2 separate regions of the Danio rerio genome follow, and region 2 is linked to region 1. The links are chromatin contacts, called in public Hi-C maps. All regions are on one chromosome and are shown on one strand. The core of a region is the stretch at or near the end of the contact, and the rest is flanking DNA. Distances in the headings are between cores, read along the strand shown.

The links. Hi-C and Micro-C count contacts between places; a contact is called where the count stands out from the background.
Region 2: a contact with region 1 is called in a Hi-C map of hematopoietic stem cells, with 4 times the contacts expected there. The contact joins the promoter of calcrla here to the promoter of si:dkey-10c21.1 in region 1. A contact is called at or near these places in 5 of 18 Hi-C or Micro-C datasets (caudal fin, embryo, fibroblasts and 2 more) and 1 of 4 datasets of contacts at active chromatin or transcription factors (caudal fin).

The regions. Positions count from the first base shown.
Region 1 is chr9:43,997,760-44,003,268 of GRCz12tu, reverse strand. It overlaps si:dkey-10c21.1, which reads right to left and starts at 2,825. Exons shown (of 5, transcript XM_073912327.1): 1 at 2,492-2,825; 2 at 1,926-1,982; 3 at 1,717-1,843; 4 at 1,515-1,571; 5 at 1-1,387. The coding sequence starts at 2,774. The coding sequence ends at 1,559.
Region 2 is chr9:44,147,346-44,152,854 of GRCz12tu, reverse strand. calcrla (calcitonin receptor-like a) reads left to right here and starts at 2,252. Exons shown (of 15, transcript NM_001004010.2): 1 at 2,252-2,427. It overlaps tfpia (tissue factor pathway inhibitor a), which reads left to right. Exons shown (of 7, transcript NM_182872.2): 7 at 1-82. LOC137496414 (a long non-coding RNA gene) reads right to left here. Exons shown (of 6, transcript XR_012385597.1): 6 at 5,082-5,509.

The sequences.
Region 1 (5,509 bases), core at 1,576-4,075:
CCCATTAAAAATTAGCAAATCAATTGCACAAGGAACATGATAAATTTTTAATCTCTTGGTCCTTGCCAAAGGGACCCTCTACCGAGATCCTACGGGAAAGGTTTGAAATGAATCAAACAGAGGATTGGTTATGTTAGATGTAATCTGATGAGCTTTCTTTAACACCTGTGTTTCATACAAATTGGATAGCCCTGATACTTTTACACCAATACTTTTTTTGCAACTGCTATTTAAAACCTTACACAGTGAGTTCTTCTGTTTTACTTTAAAAAACCAAACCAACAAATCAGGTTCAAATCGATTCTACGCAAATCATATAAAACGAAGCCATCAGAGCAAGGTTAAAAATTTGCTCTTGACATTAGAGTAGACCTATGAACTTTTTTTTCATTTGCTGCAAATTAGGTGATCTAATATTTAAAAGCGGAATTTTCATTACGTCTCCTAAACATATATAACTCGCAGTGGTTATATATAAATATGCATTAGTGGATTTTATTTTTAGTAGGTTATTTATTTAGTGTCTCTTACCTACTGTATATGACATGGGCCTATTGGTTAGAACATTTCTGCAGTGGTTTTAATGTGTCAAATTTTAAAAGTAGACTTTTCCAAAAAATAAAGAAACAATATCCAACTTAATATTAATAATAATAATAATAATAATAATAACAACAATGATTAATTATGATGATTTTAGTTATGAATTATTTCTATATGAGATTAAAATATATGTGTTACTAAGTGATTTTATGTTTAAGAATAGAATATGGATTTTTCTCAATAATATTTGTAAAAGGAAACACATGCCCTATTGTACATATATAGAAATTTAAGACATTTTAAGACTTTGTAAGACCCTGCGGACACCCTGAATAATACCTCTTTTACTATTTTTTTTTTCACAAACTTTCATTACAAGTGAGGTCATGGTTTGCTACTGGAATGATAAAAGACTGTTTCCAATGGTGAGGTACATTGTGGACCTGCAAAGACCAATTTAAAATATATAAATAAAATTGTACCCAATTCTTCAGCAAACAGCTACAGTACTCTACCAGTTATTCCATCTGCGTAACTTTTTCAATTTTGCAATGCTTGAAAAAAAGATGAATTACATTTCCGTGTAGTTAACGAGCGGGCACCCCTTGCATGATTTCCATCATTAGATCTTTTTCATGCTTGAGCAAAGCCTTGACCAGCTTCTTAGCGATGCTTTCGCAATTCACACAATCAAGCAGCTTCCTCATCTTATCTTGATTGGTTGTCTTCGCTCTCACATTTGCAGTGGATTCTTTGTGCAGGTTAAGATCATCAAGAATTGGATCAATCATCTGCACATTTTGAACCAATGCACTGATGTTTGCTTTTAGAAATTTCTGACAATCTGGAAAAAAATATGTATATATAATTAATATAATACAAAAGATATATATATTTTGATTTATCTATACAATTATAAATTAAAAATGTTATATATGTGTATATTTTTAAATATGTCATAAATAATTAACCTTGTATTGATCTGTCACCAGTTTCTCCTCCTCCCCAGTCTCTTTCATCTTTCTGGTCTGAAAATTTAGAAGAAAAACACGTTTATTTTGACACTATTAGTAGTAGTAGCAGCAGTAGTAGTAATAGTTTCATGCGATTTTATTCAATATAAAAAAATGTTTCATAGCTTCAGTCAATTTATGTATAGCACTTCTAACTTACTTGTAATTACACTTACAGTCTGATCCGCCACGTGTAGTCGTTGTTGTATTAATTACAACGGGCCCTGTACTTGAACCTGCTATGGTAGGTGCATATACATGACTGCCCTTGGATGCAGAGATGTTGCCTGTTTACATAAAATATTTGTCAAATTGTGTTCATTTCTAATCCCATAATGTCCTCAATAAATATAAATAAATCCCACAAACATGTTATTTGGGTGCCTGATGCCTTGAGACTTGGACTTCCATTCATGTCTGCAGTCACTGGAAAAGACAAGAACATATACAGTATTTAATTTAGCTTAATGCATTATTCAGCAGTTAACATAAAATATTTGAAGTTGGATTTCAGCTGTAGCCATTGACAAATGTATAACCTAAATCTTATTTTTTATTAAGCCAAAATAATTGTATTTTTATGGCTTATAGGTTTAAGGCCTATAGTTTCCAAAGATTACTATACATTTTAACAGTAAGGCTTGTAGACACCATTTAATTCATGTTTGATGTAAACGTAGCTTATTCCACGTGTTGAACTTGAACTTGAATCTGCTTTTCCATGGTGACAATTGTGAACATGTAGCCTACATCAATTGGGCGTATTCATCCATTCAAAAACTGCCTAACATCTAAGGTTTCCCATGTGATCTTTAAGAAAACATTTTTTCATTTTCTGTGCATACACACCAGCTAAAATAAGCCACATGCATTTTATGAACTGTAATTAACGAAGTAGCCCACACTATTATAGTGTGCACGCATTTGCAACTTACCCGAAGTGTCCACTGTTATGATCCACTCTCTCAGCTTAGGAAAACTTTCATTTACATCATCTTCTTTTAGTAACTCCAGAAATGACCGACACGTACTTTCACCCTTTCCAATGAGTAAATCCAAAAGGTGGATAACTATTATCCTAGAAGAACTCAGGGACATCAGATCGTTGTACTCCTCAGTTTTTATTATCCCTTTTGACTGAACATGCTGCAATAAATGAGTCGCATCCAAACTAAGCCATTTGATGAGATTAGGTTTGTTGGTCACGATGTTCTCCATTTTCTACAACAGCTTGCACGCAAAAGAAAAAGCTTCCGGTTTCGCTTTCGCTTCGTGCATTTAGTACGAATGCATTTAGTAGTAGTCTACCGCTGGGAGGCGATTATGTCAAATAAAGGAAGTGGTCAGACCATGAATATCCTTTCTTTTCTCACCGACAGTTGGGTAACTTTTAAAACCAGAACCCCGTTTATAAAGCGTGCACTTTTTCTTACAGAGAGAGATTATAAATCTGGGTTTTGACTTGTCTTGTTTATATGGTAAATAAATAATCAGGGTGTATTTATAACGGTGAGATTATGAATGTAAGTGTGTGTATGATGCTTGTGCAGCCGTTTGTATTTTTCATCTTATTTAAAAGTGTTCCACCTATAAAATGCACCGCTAAAGCAATTAGATACCTGTTGTCTAAAAATGACAAGTTGACATTTACCTAAAGACATGAATAAGCATTTGTAACAAAGTTTACTTTTTACGTTTATAGTTATGCTTTTATTCATGATCTCCTTAATTATTTTAAAGGAATTATTCGTCCAAAAAGAACGACACAGCACCAGGGGTGGACTGGCCATCTGGCAATTCTGGCAAATGCCAGAAGGGCCGGACCATTTTTTAAATGTGGGCCGGTCAGCTATTTTTTAATTTTTTTATTTTTTCATATGTATTGTTTTTTAAATGTAGGCAGCTTTTATCTCGTGCGAGATGTGAATAATATGATGATGATGGTGATAATAGTAAGAATAATAGTACATGTTAAGCATTGGTCAATCAGCAATAACCGGCTGGTTTCGAGATGGGCCGACCCAATCTGAGGTTACGCAGACATAATCAAAATTTGGCAAGAATGTCAAACAAACAGTAAGTGCAACACAAGCTAATTGACAGAGATGGACCATAAAAAGAGAAAGGCAGTCAAGTCAGACATTGCCAAATACATAAAATTAACTGAACTAGTCTCGAAATGGGGCAGTGCAGTGGCACAGTAGGTAGTGCTGTCGCCTCACAGCAAGAAAGTCGCTGGTTTGAGCCTCATCTGGGTCAGTTGGTGTTTCTGTGTGGAGTTTGCATGTTCGCGTGAGTTTCCTTCTGGTTTCCTTCACAAGTCACATGCTATAGGTGAATTCGGTAGGCCAATAGGGAATTGGGTAACCCATTAATGGGTTGCAGCTTTGAGGACATCCCCTGTATAAAACATATGCAGGATAAGTTGGCGATACCCAGATTAATAAAGGGACTAAGCCGAAAAGAAAATGAATGAGATGATTGCATATATGAATGGGTTGTTTTTGTTTCAGTCACATACATTAAATGTTTAAATATCTCTTAAATAGGTACTGCTTATATAATTTTACCATCTGTACACCAATATAAGTAGTGAATGTGTGTGTCCTTGGGTGGTGCTGTGTCGGTGTGGTAATGTGGGCTGGTGTGGCTACAATGCCAGGGCTGATTTTTAGTCCCAGTCCGCCCCTGCACAGCACTGTCGCCTCACATCAAGAAGGTCGCTGGGTCACAGCAGGGTCAGTTGGCATTTCTGTGTGGAGTTTGCATGTTCTCCCAGTGTTGGCATTAATTTCTTCTAGGTGCTGCATTTTCCCCCACAGTCTAAACACATGCGGTATAGGTGATTTGAATAAACTTTAGCTGGCAGCTAGCTCTCTGCAACTCTCACATGGTCACCCACTGAAGCTAAGCAGGGCTGCGCCTGGTCAGAACCTGGATGGGAGACCACATGGGAAAGCTAGGTTGCTGTCGAAAGTGGTGTAAGTGAGGCCAGCAGGGGGCACCCAACCTGCGGTCTGTGTGGGTCCTATTGCCCCAGTATAGTGACGGGGATGCTATACTGCTCAGTCTTTCGGATGAGACGTTAAAACAAGGTCCTGACTCTCTGTGGTTGTTAAAAATCCCAGGATGTCCTTCGAAAAAGAGTAGGGGTTTCACCCTGGCATCCTGGCCAAATCTGCCCACTGGCTTCTGTCCATCATGCCCTCCTAAACATCCCCATATTCCAATTGGCTTTATCACTGTCTCCTCTCCACCAATCAGCTGGTGTGTGGTCTGGCGCAAAATGGCTGCCGTCACATCATCCAGGTGGATGCTGCACACTAGTGGTGGATGAGGAGATTCCTCCCATTGTGTAAAGAACTTTGAGTGCCCAGAAAAGCGCTATATAAATGTAAGGAATTATCAAACTAAATTGCCCGTAGTGTATGTGAGTGAATGAGTGTGTATAGATGTTTCCCAGTATTATGATGCAGCTGGAAGGCCATCTGCTGTGTAAAACATATGCTGGATAAGTTGCTGGTTCATTCTGCTGTGGCGACCTCTGATGAATAAAGGGACGAAGCCAAAGAAAAAGTAATGAATGGAATCACAAAACTATTTGAATTAGTTTTTTCTTCTCAGATAAACACAGAACAGGTTATTTTAAGAATGCTGGTTGTTGGTACCCACTGACATATTTTTCCTACAATGGAAGCCTGTTGGTACCATCAACCAGCATTTTTCAAAACATCTTATTTTGTGTTTATCAGAATACAATAAACACAAATTTAAACAGTATTTAATTTAAAATGTTTTTAAAGAATTGTGAATAGAAAAAAAAAGGAAAATCATAAAGGTTTAAAACCACTTGACGGAGAGTACAGTAAATGGTGTGGGTACTTTACATTTTTTGGGTGAAGGCAAGGGTTTTACTACAATAACAAAATGGGTAGTTCACAAAAAAATCTGTA
Region 2 (5,509 bases), core at 1,003-3,502, 150 kb before region 1:
TTAAGAAGACATATTGGACTCCACTGACAGTGGTGAAAATGCATACTTAAATATGTACTCTTATTAAACACTTTTATTTGAATCATGTTTTGGTGGCTTTGTTACTGGTAAGGATCATTGTGTATCTTAAAGTCTGCAAGAGGAGCTTTTTAGTTTGAGGTGTCTTTAACATTTATGCACTATATAAAAAATGTAAAGCATTTGGTAAACTGCACCTATTGATAAAATGATTAAATTTTGATATAAAAATGATTAAAACAGGTTTTAAAAGAATGAAAAATATATATATATTTTTCGGTCAGTTTTTCTAATACATGCTTCGGTCCTTAATGTATTAATTTTTCATCACATCTAGTTTATTAATAAAATGTATTTAAGTTTTTTTTTTTTTTTTTTTTTTGCGTTTTGAGGGATATTAAGTGTATTCTGATCTACATTATCCTCTGATTTCAGATGTTACTGTAGGTCAGACTACAAATGTTACTAAATGCATCTAGTTTGAGTATACTTTCAGGCTACATGTAGATACAAACAACTACAAGAAAAAGTCTTGAGAACACGATGTCAGTCTGTGCTTTAGATCAGAGGTGTCCAAACTCAGTTTGGGCACCCCTTCTCTAGATCTTCCAATTTGAGACTTTTTCCTCAAATTGACTGATTGGCGGGATTACATCCTTAAGGTGGAATCAAGCGTTAATTAGGAGATCAATCTTTTGAGCACTGCAGTCCGAATGAATAAAAATTATGTAATTCTAATTATTTGCTTGCATTGTTAAGATATCAGATTATGTTTTGAAACACTTGTGTTAGGGGGAGTTTATTTATTTATTTATTGTATGTGACAATGATCATTTACAATACACTGATCTAAGAGTAATTAAAGTACAACTTAGTGCTTCACTGAAAAAAAATATTCATTGGATTTACTTTTTTTTTTTTTTTTTTTTGCTAAATGCTTGTAAACAACTTATATTAGCTGAATTTAAACAAATTCAGTTTAAATATTTTAAATATATTAATTTAATTTAATTTTGGGTGTTGGGTGGTTCGAAAGAACCAGCCCCGAGAGACTAAGGTCCAGTATTTGTCCCAAATAGCTTATTTGTCCTATTTTGACCTTATACCATCATGAATTATCAAAAAAAAAATTATTAAAAAAGCCTTTAAGACCTAAAGTAAGACCTGCAAATAAAGTCAACTCTTACTGTATTGTTGTTAAATAGAAAAAAAAACATTTTATTCTAAATCTTGGACCTTATTCTTGAAGGAAAAAATGACCAATTAAATGTTGTGAAGCACCAAAGGTGGCCCATAATAAAGTTACTTTTGTTGTTAACCAAGAATTATCAAACTACTTTTTAAAAGAGGCTAGAAAAATGGTGAAGCTCTATATTATATATATATATATATATATATATATATATATATATATATATATATATATATATATATATATATATATATATATGTGTGTGTGTGTGTGTGTGTGTGTGTGTGTGTATATACTGGCCAGTTTGTTATGTGCCTCATATCTGAAAATAGGCTACAGATTTTACTTTAAAAATTTAACAGGTTCATATTTCCCCCCTAGTGATATATAATGCAATGAAATTGTATGTTAAATATAAGAATCCTTTTTTTTCCAGATTTCTTTATTCTAAGTCTTTAGGAAATGTTTTTGGTACATCAAAAAGTTTGACCATCTCACAAACTTATTTAAAAATAAAAATAGTGCTTAAAATGCCACTAAAATGCTGTATATAAAGCTCATAATTAAATAGAAAATGAGTCACATAACTGTAGAAAGTCCACTTTTTGAGAAAAAAAAAAACAAAAAAAACAGTCCTTTTACCAGGCTAGCTATGGGCCTAATATAGCATATCATTAGGAAAAATAATCCTTAAAAATAATAAATAATATTAATGATTATTTTTTTTAATTAATTAATTATTGTAATTAATTATTTTGGTTGTTAACATCGAGATTAATGCTGCTAAAGTTTTTTTTTTTTTTTTTTTTAAATACATAGCCTATGTTACTTTGATATGTTTTTTTCGTCCTCTTTGCACCTATGCGTAACTACTTCAAATGAACGCAAAAGGGTTAATGGTAATATCAGTTGTGTTTTAAATGAGATGAAGCAGTCAGTGTACGGAGAGCTGGAGTGTGCATTGAGGCGGGGATTGGCGCTGATGATGTAACAGGAAGCCTCTACGCTGAATATGTTGCAGTCTGACAGCCGTCGTCATTCACAGTGTGCGCGGCTCGTGCGCTCTTTCATCTGGCGCTCCGATACTCTGACATCGTTTTGTGCGGTCGTGACGTCGCAGAAGGAAAGTAATGACTTGTTTGTGAATTTAAATAACAAGAAGGAGCGCTCGTTTTTTTATTTGAACATCCCCAGGACACCTTGGATTTATTCTACAGGTAAGGAAATGCTTGATACTGATGAGCGGCTGTTGAATTATGCATGTGCAGGGAATTAATTTATGAAGTGCAGCTGGAAGATCTTCAGTCAGCCGGGCTTCATATCATAATGTTGAAAAAAAATTGATGGCTGAACAGACTTCTTATAAATTACTATAAAGCTTCAATATATGCGGTAGTATATGAAACTGTCGACAGTTAAGCAGTTTGATATTTCATTACTCTTTTGTGAAAGCACACTGCAGAAATATGATTCGTGAGTACATTGTTTGCATGCATTAATCACAATAGTATTGATTGCATCTACAAATTGACCGTAATGTTCATTTATTTTGCATTTAGTTACTGACAAAAATACTGCTCATTGTAATATATATATATATATATATATATATATATATATATATATATATATATATATATATATATATATATATATATATATATATATATATATATATCAATACACACACACACACACACACACACATACATACACACACACATACATACATACATACATACATACATACATATATACATACATACATACATACACTACCGTTTAAAGGTTTGGAGTCAGCTCATTAAATACACAGTACAATTGTGAAATGTTATTGTATTATAAAATAACTATTCCAGTAATTTTAAAGATTAATTTTTATTATTATTATTAGTATTATTATTATTATTATAGGCCTAAATATTAATAGTAAAAAAGCAATAATGACTAAAGTAATAATTTAATTTGAAACTACATATAATAAGTAGTAAATAATTACTAAACAATTTAACTTTTTTTTTACGTTTAATAAATGCTGCCTTGATGAACAGACTAATTTGCATAAAAAAAAAACACAAAAAAAACTGACCCAAAACCTTTCATCGGTAGTGTACCTGTATGGAACAAATAAATAGGGTTATGATGGAAATCAAACGTTCAGTTTATTTAAATTAAAATTCATATCTGGTACTACTTTGTAAATTTCGAGATAGAGGTTATAAAAAAGACAAAGGAAAAATAATTGTCACAATGCACATGTAAGAATTAAATGTTACACATTATTTTAAAATTATATGCATATAATATACAAAGTGTAGGGCTGCACAATATAGCGTTTCAGCATCGACATCGCAATGTGCGCATTTGCAAAAGTCACATCGCAAAGACATGTACTGTCCAATCTGAATTATATTGACTGTAAGCTACAGAATTATTTTTAATGACTTTATTTTTATGCATTTATATGATTTATGCGATAAAAACTAATTTCTTAGACTTTTTTTGTCTTGCTTCTGGTCCAAATATCTACATTTTAAAGTGAAAACAAGATTATTTCACTTATTCCACTGGCAGATCATTTCTTTATTAGCCCTCTTGTTTGTTTTAATGGAGAGATTTTTCTACAAATTTTTAAAAATAATAGTTTTAATAACTCATTTCTTATAACAATTTTTTTGTCTCTGCCATGATGACAGTTCATAATATTTTTTCTAGTTGTTTTGCAAAATAGAAGCATAAAGTGTAATATAAAGCACTAGATTAACTAAGCCAGTTAGGTTTATTCAAGGTTCAGGCAGTGGTTTATTCTGTAGCCGATTAAACAAAATCGTTAAAGTTTGTTAAACATTTATTTTCATTCATTCATTCATTCATTCATTCATTCATTCATTCATTCATTCATTCATTCAATCATTCATTCATTCATTCAATCAAAAAATATTATATTATTTTTATTATTGTTGTTATTATTTTGTTTTCAACTATTTAAATAGTTCTTACACATACAGTAATATAATACATAATACAACACTGTAAAACCCAAAAAGTTAAGGTAACTCAAACCATTTAAATTCAAAAACAAATTAAAATGAGTTCTGTCAAATTAATCCATGTGAGTAACTGAAGCAATTTGAGCTCAGTAAAACCCAATAAATGAAGAGAACTCAAACCAACAAATCCAATAAATCAAGGCAACTTAAACCAACCGAAGAAACCGATTGCAGAAAACTATTTGAGTTAAAAAACCAATCTACGTGAGTACTGTGAACTTGCTCCATTTAAGTTGAAGTAATGAGATGTTTAATTAACTCATTACCTTCAACACTGGGTTCGAAACTCTTTTTTTAAATGAGTAGAATTAACTTTCAGTCAATTTTGAGTTAACTACACTCATTTCGTTTGGTAAAGTTGACTGTTGTGTTTTACAGTGAATATATTATACTCATAAATATATATATATATATATATATATATATATATATATGTATATATATATGTATATATATGTATGTGTATATATATATGTATGTGTATATATATATGTATGTGTATATATATATATATATATATATGTATGTATGTATGTATGTATGTATGTATATATATATATACACAGCAAAATATGGGAACCCAAAACAACTCTATGGGTGTTAATTTCAACACTTTGAAAGTGTCTCATGGGGTCCACTCAAAACAAAGTTAAATCAACACTTTCAAAAGGGTTGGCACATTGACACCGAAGTAAGGGTTAATTTTAACTCTGGGCAGAGTTAAAAAATGTAACTATATTTAACACCGCCTGGTGTAATATATTTATTTTATTCAACTCTCTTGAGTGTAAATATGGTAAAAAGGTCAAACAGACTGTAAATTATAAAATAAAAAACATTTTATTTGAAAACATTCACCACTTCAACAATTCATTCAGTTTTTAAAATGCAACAATGTCAAATATGCTTTAAATGTTTTATTAGTACAGACAGTATCAACAAAATATGTATGACCAGTGCTCAAAAAGGCTGTTTCAGTCATTTGGTCCAAACTTGATGTTTCATCAGTGCAATTTAAAAGTTCAATATATCGTCACTCATAGTTTTCTTCTGAACTCATAGTTTTCTTCTGAAATTACATTTTAAACAACTTGGCGTGCAAATCTTTCACTTCTGGTATTTCCTTGGTCCTCCATATCAAACACAGCAGTTTCAATGAAGGTATAAATGCTGTAAACTTGTGTGAAAACAAACTGGAGCTAGGAAATCTCATCAAGCATGTCCTGTGAAAGATGTGCTTCCCAGCCAC